3 separate regions of the Mus musculus genome follow, and regions 2 and 3 are each linked to region 1. A link is a contact called in public Hi-C and promoter capture Hi-C data. All regions are on one chromosome and are shown on one strand. The core of a region is the stretch at or near the end of the contact, and the rest is flanking DNA. Distances in the headings are between cores, read along the strand shown.

Region 1 (3,203 bases), core at 242-2,741:
AAATATTACTATTCTGGAAAGTACTATCTTACCTTTTAGATTGGAATAGTGTTGAAACTTGTGCTTCATCTAACACTGCTTTTCAGTGTTATCTAAATTTATGTATGTTATTTTTTTGAGGCAGAGTCTTGTTGTATATTCCTGACAGGCTTTAATTTGCTACGTAGACCAGACTGGTCTTGAGTTTGTGGTAATTCTCTGCCTCCCCAGTGATGGCATACCAAACACTTTAAATAGATTTATGTGCGCGCATATATATATATATATATATATATATATACACACACACCATACATGTGTGTATATGTGTGGAGGGTGTGTGCACCTGGGAATGGAGGTTTCTATAGAGTCCAGAAGAAGACAGCAGATCTCCTGGAACTGGAGTTACAACCATAACAGCTAGACCTGGGTGGTGAGAATGGAACTGTCAAGTTATCTCTTGAGCTCCTCAGTCTAAATTTACAACATAGATGTTATCCCAAGAACCTCCACTACTAAATTATGTATTTGAAAAGGAAGATGTTTATTCCGAGTGCCTTGACACCCCAAAGCCAGAAATATGAGACTTGTTATTACTGCTGATGGCCAGACGTGGTGATGATCTTGGCACTTTGAGAGGCTGAGGCAAGAGGATTGTGTTAGTGTTCCATGTCAGCCTGAGCTACAGTGGAAACGCCCGAATAAAATAAGACCATCCTCCCCCTTCCCGACAGAACTATAAACAGGTGTGGACACCCACACCTGTAATTCCACTGGAGGTGAAGATAGAAGGATTGCTGAAATCAACAGTCAACCCAAATAGGGGCCCCTGAAAGACTGCTGCGATGGCTACTAATGCTTACCCTCTGGGGTCTGAGGGAGGAAGGTTCGCAGACAATTTGGCCTATAGGGACCAAATTTCAAAAAAGCTTAACGTTCTCTCTAGATTATTATCGAAGGAATTCTAAATATATAAAGAAGTGGCTGCGAAATAGGAATTCATGAAGAAAATCATTACTAAGCGAAGGTGTGCGCAGAAAGTTTGCCAAGTGGTAAGCGCTAGAATGGCTGGCTGCTCATGCGGTACACTGGGCAGAGGAAGTGACTAACACTGAGCAGGTTGTGGCCTCCTCTCCCCCCTGTCTGTCCTAGGATGGCGCCGTTCAGACATCTCTTCCGAATCCAAGTCACAAACTTACATTTCCAGGAGGTTGGGGAACCATATTGCCGCTTATTGCGGGGCCCGCGCACGCGCGGTAGTTACTGCTTCCCGCGAGCATGCGCAGGGTTGCTCGCCGCCATGGCGCACGCGCAGAGGGCATTGCTCCTAGCCCTCCTCTGGCATTTTCAATCGTGCGCAGGCGCACTACCCTGGGTTAAGCCCGCAGAAGTCAGAGGCCGTCCAGGTCTTTGCGTTTTTGTTGGGCGACCCGCGGCGCGCTGTCTGACGCGCACGATTGCGTCACTTCCGCCCCCTCCCGGGAGGCGGCGCTGGGCCGGTGGCAAGCCCCCGGAGGGAGCCGCAGTAGTACGACGAAAGATGGCGACGAGCGGCGGCGAAGAGGCGGCGGCAGCAGCTCCAGCGCCCGGAGCCCCGGCGACCGGGCAGGACACGACCCCGGGCTGGGAGGTGGCGGTGCGGCCCCTCCTGTCCGCGTCCTACTCCGCCTTCGAGATGAAGGAGTTGCCGCAGCTGGTGGCCTCAGTCATCGAGAGGTACCGGGCGGCGGCGCCGGCGGGCGGGGTGGGGGGGGAGGGGAGGACGGGCCGGTTCGTGAGTCCACTCTGTCAGGGAATCCACCCCACGCATGCCTTCGGGACTCCCGGGCGCTGGGAACGAGAGCGCCTCTGGTTTCCACCCAGCTCTGGCGTGAACCATCCCTGACTTGATTTACCCTCCGGAGCAAAACTTTTATGGTTGCTCTGGCTGGAGGGCGTGGCCGGACGCATTTGAGAACTGGCTATTGAGATGCACGGTGCTGCTGGGCCAGTGTCACCCGGCCCGCTGCCCCCGGCCCCCCCCCTCCCCATCCACCTCAGTCGCGTTAAGGTCAGGGCGTGGATGAGTTTGCATTTCTCCCTGTCACCAGAACCGGAGGTTTACTTTGGAGAGCTACCACATAGTTTAATAACGGTCTTTCTTTGGTGCTATGATAACTGGGGGCACGTGCTGTTTCTGTGACTGAAGCCACTAGTTACCACTGAATACTTCGGTTTTACTTTGCACTGTAATTGCGTATATCCGAGATCGGAGTCCTTCTCTTTCTCAATAAAATGCTTTACAGACTCTTATTTACGGGACTGTTCCTTGGCTTGCTGTTAATGTGTTCATACCTTTGTATACAGATTGTTAGATTGCAAGAGTCGTATTTCTTCATGGGAATGTGGTGATCTCTGTGTCTACCTTTTCCTGACTACGGGGCTCAGAGCAAATGAGTTTAATAGAAGACTCATGCTTTTAAAGCCTGTTTTCTCACTTTCGTTTTCCTAGCCAAACCAAGTTTACTTGCCCCAGTAACTCTCTGAAATTGCTAAGCGGGTCATTTTACCTTGCTGGTCAGCAGGATATGTCTAAAGGTTATTTGGAAAGTTGTGTTATTTGGAAATTGCTGTGGTTTGGCATTATTATTTATCACAACAACTGTCACTGCCTGTGATGTTTTGGATGAATGATCTTTAACAATTTATAATAAAATAGTGTCTGGGTTTGATAATTTAAGTTCTAACAAATAGATTTTCTTGCTTAATTATGCCCAAGGTTGTTTTGAAGATGAAAACAAGTATCAGAAAGTCTCAAATTATCTAGCATCTTTTTATTTTACCTTCTTTTCCTCCTTTTTTTTAAAAAAAATCCACGTGTATGTGTGTCTGTGTATTCGGATGCCCCAGGAGGCAGGAACAAGGCTTCAGATCCCCTAGAGATGGAGTTAGGGGCAGCAGTGACCTGCCTGGCACTAGCACTGGGATCTGAACTTGGGTTGGAAGAACAGGAAGTGCTCTTAACCACTGGACCATCTCTCTGCCCTATTGTAATTCAATTGTGTGTGTGTGTGTGTGTGTGTGTGTGTGTGTGTGAGAGAGAGAGAGAGAGAGAGGGAGAGAGAGAGACGAGAGAGAGAGAAGAGAGAGAGAGAGCACGCTTGTGCTTGAGCGCACTCTGGAGATCTGAGGACAAGTTTTAGGAGTTGATTCTCTCCTATCTTAGTGTCCAAGAATTGAACTCT
Region 2 (3,203 bases), core at 312-2,811, 1.6 Mb after region 1:
GACAGCCTTCCTACAACCTTGGCCGATTTGGGTGGCCCTGATGGTGGTCCCTTGGGTAGTCTAGAAGAACCTACCCAGTGCTGAGCCAGGGCCCCTGAGAAGCCAAGGCCACCTTACCATCTGTTGCGCAAGACAACCACACCAGTCATAGAATCTTAACTCAGCTGCCACAACCCCTAGTGATTCAGGCAAGGACGCTATAAGTCAAAAAGTGGCGAAGGACTTGTCAATGGTCACATGGCCTTGAGGGGGCGATCAAGGTAACCCCCAGGGGTTCAGGCCTCTCCACACCCCCTTTAATGAGGCTACCTGGCAGAGAAGCCAGATTCAGGGTGAGTTCCCAGAAACTTGGCCCCATCTAGCCATTCCTCCTGTCATGGTAATTTCTCCAGTGTCTTCTAAAAGAGCCAGCGTGAGGAAACCCAAGACTATAAACAGTGCCCTCCTCTGCCAAAGGTGAGCGGAAAGAAATCAAATCCTTCCTCTGGTAACAAGGACCAGCAAAGTCACTGGGTGCCCCAAGAGACCAAGTGACTTGGGATACCAAGATCACGCCTGCCCAAGGTGGTCAAATCCCCAGTCAGAGGGTGGGGGGCTCTGAGAGAACCCATAAAAGGTGTCAGAAAGGCTGGACAGTGGTGGCGCATGCCTTTAATCCCAGCACTTGGAAGGCAAAGGCAGGCGGATTTCTGAGTTCAAGTCCAGTCTGGTCTACAAAGTGAGTTCCAGGACAGTCAGGGCTACACAGAGAAACCCTGTCTAGAAGTGCCAGAAAAAAAAAGCAGCTCAGGTGACTAAGGAAACTGACGAAATCTGAGGACACAGGTCGGTTAGTAGAAGGCTTGTTCAGCACACACAGGCATGGTGGCACACAGCTGTAATCCCAGCTCTCTGCAGTTCTTTACCTGTAGGAAGATCTGAAGTTGGGGACAGTGGACAGCCTGTGGGTCCTTGGTGGACAGCCTATAAGCTACATCACCCATCTTTCCTATTGTCATCTTCCTTGGGGTTAGAGAGGAATTAGGTGAGCAGCTCGCTCACTTACCACAGCATTCCAGAGGCTGGCACCAGCCACATACTAGGTACCCTTTCTGGCTGCTTTGGTTTTGGTTTTGTGTGTTTTGAGGCAGGGTCTCAAGTATCCCAGATGGACTCGACCTCATTAAGTAGCGGAGGGTGAGCTTGGTTCTCCTACTGTCTCCATATGCCGGGCATGCAACTTCTGTACCGACGTGACGTTCATCTTTTGATCACTTCAGTCACTTAACAAGTGTCCCAATCAGGTAGGGACTGACAGGTTCTCTAGATTTAGCACAAAGCTGACCAGACAAGAGTCACAGGTGATTGACAGACACCACTGCAAGTAGAGAAGGGTTAAAAATCACAGCCACCAGCAGAATAGGAAAGCCCCGCCCTCCTGGCCTCTGCCCCGCCCCTCCACGCTACCCTTCCCTCTCCCGCCCCTCAGACTCCAGAGGTCACCTTAGGAACATAGGAAGCCCAGTGGGCATGCGCCCTACGGGCCGCTGCTGCACACACGCACTTCCTGTACATTGGCTCGGAGAAACCGGAAGCGGCCTTCCACTCGTTGGCGCTTAGGCGGCTAGCGGTCCTCAGGGTGAGAGGCCGGCTTCCCACCGCGGTGTTCGACGGGATGCCGGAGGGGAAGGGGTGGGGCTGACGTCAGGAGCCAAAATGGCGGCGACGGTCGGGGTCTCCTTGAAGCGCGGCTTCCCGGCTGCCGTTCTCGGCAGAGTCGGCCTGCAGGTGAGCCCGGGAGCCGTGGTTCAGTGGGGAGCCGTGCCCGTCACCGAGGCTGCCTGGGTAGAGAGGCCGCGGAGAGGCGGAAGGAGCCCGGGTCCAGGCCTCGGGGGAGGACTTAACCCGGCATCCTGCTCTTGAGCATCCTTTCAGACAGCCATTCCGCGCTTCTCCATCACCGGAGAGAGAGGCGCGGCCGGGAGGAGGTTGGAAGAGAGAACAGAAAGACAGAGGTCTGGGAGGAGGACAGGGAGAGGTCAAGGTCATAGGATGAGCGACCTGTGGTCGGGACCCAGAATCAAATCCTGCTAGTTGTACTCCGCCAGGCTTGTGTGAAAGGGAGGCCTGCGGGGTGTCTGGGGTGGGACCCGGGAGGCCAGGTCGCACCTCCAGGTTAGGCTGGTCTGGATCGGTCAGGTCGGAGGGCGGTGGACTCTGCAAGGCAATGCACTTGACCCGCAGAGGAAGGGAGACATGAAAGAAAGCGACCCCGACCCCTTGAAAGATCCGTACTGTGGAAGTCTGCAGGCAAGACCCGGTTCCCTGAAGCGTGCTTATTCAGGGGTGTGTAGCGGCACTGATCTCATACCGCTGGCATGGGATGACAGGCAGAGCCTGGAGCTGCTTTTGTTAATAATTCTGTAGTAGCTCTGTCATAGGTCTCCCCACACGCCCTGTATCCTCGGGAGCTGCACAGTAGAAGCATTTAGAAAGGCGAGAAAAACTGCCTCTCCTTACTTTACAGATACCATTCAGTCCTCCTCTGGGCTTCTGGATAGTCCTTCACAGGCGGACAACAGGAACTCCCATTTTGTTTTGGGGGGTTTTGTTGGTTTTTTTTTTTTTTTTTTTTAGATTTGTGTGTGTGTGTATGAGTGTGTGCTTTCATGTATATGCACCATGTGCCCGTGGAGAAAAGAGAGCTGTATTTCCTGAACTGGAGTCACAGGTGGTTATCAGCCGCCATATGCGTGCAGGGAACTGAACTCTGCTCCTTCCAAAGTGCTAAGATGAATCTCCACCCTGTGATAATTTTAGTGTTGTTTTGGTTAGGTTTTGACTTTTCGGACAGTGTCTTTATGCAACCCTGGCTGGCCTGGAACTCAGAGATTCTCCGGCTTCAGCCTTCTGGGTGCTGGGATTAAAGGTGTGAGCCACCACCACCACCCGACTTGTGCATCCCTTTGCATGCACACCTATCACACCAGCACTCCAAAGGCTGATGCAGCAAGATCAGGAGTTTAAGGACATCCTCAGCCCCACACGGAATCCAAGGCCAACCTGGGCTACTTGGGACCCTGTCTCAACAAAAACAGACAGTGCCTTACCAGAGCCTCAGGCTGGTGTCCCAGATATTCAGTTAATGATTCTGTTTTTGTTGTTGAGAATGTTATGCATGAGTACTGTATTTAAATAATTTCCACCCCCTCTCTCCTCCCATG
Region 3 (3,203 bases), core at 337-2,836, 1.2 Mb before region 1:
GGTTATGACCATGTGGAGAGGGAGGGGCAAGGGGTGAGAGGTCAGAGCAAGAGCAAGAGATCGAGGAGGGGGCAAAGAAGCGCCTTTTTTAGTGAGTTAGACACACCTGGCTATTGCCAGGTAACTGTGGGACATAGCCTAGATGAAATGTCAACAGGCAAAACTACATAGAGAGATCCTGTCTCAAACAAGGACACACACCAAATGTAGCAAGTTCCCAATTATGCCAATACATAAAAGTGGGATGGGGACAGGTGTCTCCGTGGCTGAGGTCCCTTGCTCTTGTAGAGGATCTCGGTTTGGTTCCCAGCACCCACATCAGACAGCTTACAACCTACTAACTCAATTCCCAGGAGTGCAGACAATCCTTAGACATCTGCACACACCCGGAACACATACAAACAGGTACACACACATATAAAAAATTAAAAGATGGTTTTAAAACAGAATTCTTCAAAAAGACCAAAATCCCTTTTTAATATTTAATTTTTTTTTCATATGACATACTTGATCAGGTCCCCTCCTCTCCAAATCCTCTCAGATCCTCCCCATAAATCCCTTTGAAGAGATTGCCCATGATCCCAGTGTTCAGGGGAATGGGTGATGTCACTAGTACAGACGCTCACCAGGGAGGAATTTTTGGTGGGGTGATTTATTTAATCTTCTTAGAACCCTTGGAGTTTCAGCCACTCTGGCAGGTGGAGAGGACTGAAAGTGTGTCTAATTGGTTTCCGTAATAAGCGCTTTGATTGACCTGCAGTTGCGGTGCCATGCATGTACCAGGCCGATACCCACAAGACTCCGGCTACTTGAGGTACATTGAATTTTTCCAAAGTGGCTTTGAAGAACTACACCTGCAATCCTTCATTTCCTTTTCCTTCTTTACACAGGCTCTCGTGCATTCCAAGCTGGCCTCAGGTTGGTTACCTACCCAAAATGGCCTTGAAATTTCGATCCTCTTGATGCCACCTATTGAGTCTGCGTCATCACACTGGGCTCTAGGTGCTGGCGATGGCACCCAGGGCTTTCTTCAGACTAGACACATACTAACAACTAAACTACTTCTTCAGCCCCAAGAACTACAATTTTCAAAGGCGGTGGTGTGCACATTACATGAATAGGCAGATCTCAACGTAAAGTGCCAAATAAAAGGCGACTCCCTTCTAATTCCGTGGTTTCTTTTGGGTGCTGGGGGTGGGGAAGCTGTCTGTGCATGCAAATCAAGAAGCTGGGGGCAGCCCGGCTCACGCATCTTCCAGGCCGTGTATGACCAGTCCTTGCTCACTACACTGCCAATTCCCTGTGGACTCAGGAAGTGGCTGTTGTTGTCTAGCACCGTCTTCCAGGGCTAAAGGGAGGCTGGAACCCCAAACCCGAAGGACTCGGGGTCGGAGACAGAGACTGCGCCGAGCACGCAGGACGCAGCCAGGAAGCTAGCGCTCCCAGCCACGCTCTGCCTCCCGTCGTCCGCCGTTCCCCCCCACCTCCCCCACGAGCGCCCTGTCGCGCCCCTGCGCGCCCGCCCGGGGACCCACTTGGCGGGCGCGCGCGGGGGCGGGGCCGGCGCGGGGGCGCGCGCGTGAGGCCGCGGGCAGGGGGGCGGGGCGGCAGAGCTCGGTGCCCGGCCTGGAGGACAGCGGTGTCGCGAGTCGGCGATCGGTGGTCCGCGGCAACGCCGAGAGGCCGTACGGGAACGCGGGCGCCGGAGCTCAGAGGTAACGCGGGATGGACCCGGACCCGGCGCGCAGGGAGTGGGCGCGAGCTCCGTGCGCGAGTGAGTAGCGGAGGGCCACCGGCCTGGGCGCTGACGCCGCTGCCCGGGCGCAAGAGGCGGGACGCGGGCACCGAAGGCCGGCGGCTTTTGTCCGTCCGCCGCGGCCGCTGCGCCCTCTCGCGTCGCGCCCGCCACCCGGCCCCTGCCCCTGGCGCGCGGGCCACTCGGGCCCCGCGGCGCGCGCTCCCGCCCTTGTTTTGTTTGGACTTGGGGAGGAGGGGCAGCTCTTCTCGGGTCGGGCCCACCCCCCCTCCGTGCTTGTCTCAGTGCGCATGCTCCGGCGTGCGCCGCGGAGCCCTATTGGCTGCGGGCTTGCGCATGCTCCGAGGCCTGTGGCCCGACTTCCGCCGCGCCCTCCTCCCCTCGGCCTACTGTCAACTTGTCTTCAAGCCCGGTTCGAAAGATGCCGGCACTAGTGAGTGGCTGCGGCGGGCCCGCCCTCCCGGCTTCTCCGCCCCCGCCGCCGCCGTGGCCGCCATTACGGAGTCCCCAGTGGTGAGTGTGCAGAGCTGAGGCCACGCCGGTCGCCGCTGGTCGCCGCCGGGTCCCCGCAGCCAGGAGCGCGGCGTGGTCTCTGCGCGGTACCTCCGCCGCCGCCCTCAGCAGTCCCGCGCCCATCTTACTCCCCACTCCCGCTAGCCCTGCGCTGTCACCGCCACGGCTCTCTGTCGCGCAGCCGCTCGCTCCCGCCTTTGTCTTCGCTGCTCCTCCGGGCGATGCTCAGCCTCTGGGCGCTGTCGCTTCGCTGCTGTCGCCGCCGCCGCTACCCCGACGGCCTTGCGCTTCTGTGTCCCCCGCGAGCCTACACCTCCCCCGGCCTCCGCCGCGCTCCCCAGGCCGGCGCAGGATTGTCAGTGGCAGCCGTCTTAAGCCTAGGCCCGAGTCGATCCAGACTTAAGCAGGCAGTTTTCCTTAACGCCCTTGAGCTAAACCCTCCTTCACAGCCAGAAGTGCTCATGACTTCTCCCCCAGGCTGCTTTACTGCCCTTCTCCGACTGCCCGTTGCTTTGGAGAACGAGTCTTATTAGACCTGGACCTCATACGCAAGCATCTTAGACGTGAAATGTGTCTAGAGAGTCATTCTGCATTTGATCTTAGCCAGAAGGGCCTAGAAGCTATTAGGAAATCGTTTGAAGTTTTTAATTTTTATTTTATCTTCAATTTTATCTTCAGCATAGGCCATATAAGGCTGCCACGAGCTTTCAGTTTCAGAGTGATTTGTTCAAAGCTGCTCTCAAATTTTGTTTTTGAGGTGGTCTCCCTAATGCTTCCTTGGGACTCTGTGCTCCTCCTGCCTCAGCCTCCTGTGTGTGAGTGCAGGGGGTGCTACTGTGAACTGACACCGGAGAGTACACATGTAGTAGGGTTAAGATTGAGGTTCTTAGCCCTAGCTTTCATACTTACTTAGGAGGTGGACCCCTGGACGCTG

The links. Hi-C and Micro-C count contacts between places; a contact is called where the count stands out from the background. Capture Hi-C pulls out chosen DNA fragments and counts their contacts.
Region 2: a contact with region 1 is called in a Hi-C map of B cells, with 5 read pairs. The contact joins the promoter of Sdhb here to the promoter of Ubr4 in region 1.
Region 3: a promoter capture Hi-C map of liver shows a contact between it and region 1, with 2.7 times the contacts expected there. The contact joins the promoter of Hp1bp3 here to the promoter of Ubr4 in region 1. A contact is called at or near these places in 1 of 39 promoter capture datasets (erythroid cells), 3 of 115 datasets of contacts at active chromatin or transcription factors (astrocytes, embryonic stem cells and pancreatic cancer cells) and 2 of 9 other capture datasets (adipose tissue and liver).

The regions. Positions count from the first base shown.
Region 1 is chr4:139,379,168-139,382,370 of GRCm38.p6, forward strand. Ubr4 (ubiquitin protein ligase E3 component n-recognin 4) reads left to right here and starts at 1,492. Exons shown (of 106, transcript NM_001160319.1): 1 at 1,492-1,695. The coding sequence starts at 1,520.
Region 2 is chr4:140,959,710-140,962,912 of GRCm38.p6, forward strand. It overlaps Sdhb (succinate dehydrogenase complex, subunit B, iron sulfur (Ip)), which reads left to right and starts at 1,562. Exons shown (of 8, transcript NM_023374.4): 1 at 1,562-1,767. The coding sequence starts at 1,696.
Region 3 is chr4:138,215,026-138,218,228 of GRCm38.p6, forward strand. Hp1bp3 (heterochromatin protein 1, binding protein 3) reads left to right here and starts at 1,587. Exons shown (of 13, transcript NM_010470.3): 1 at 1,587-1,715.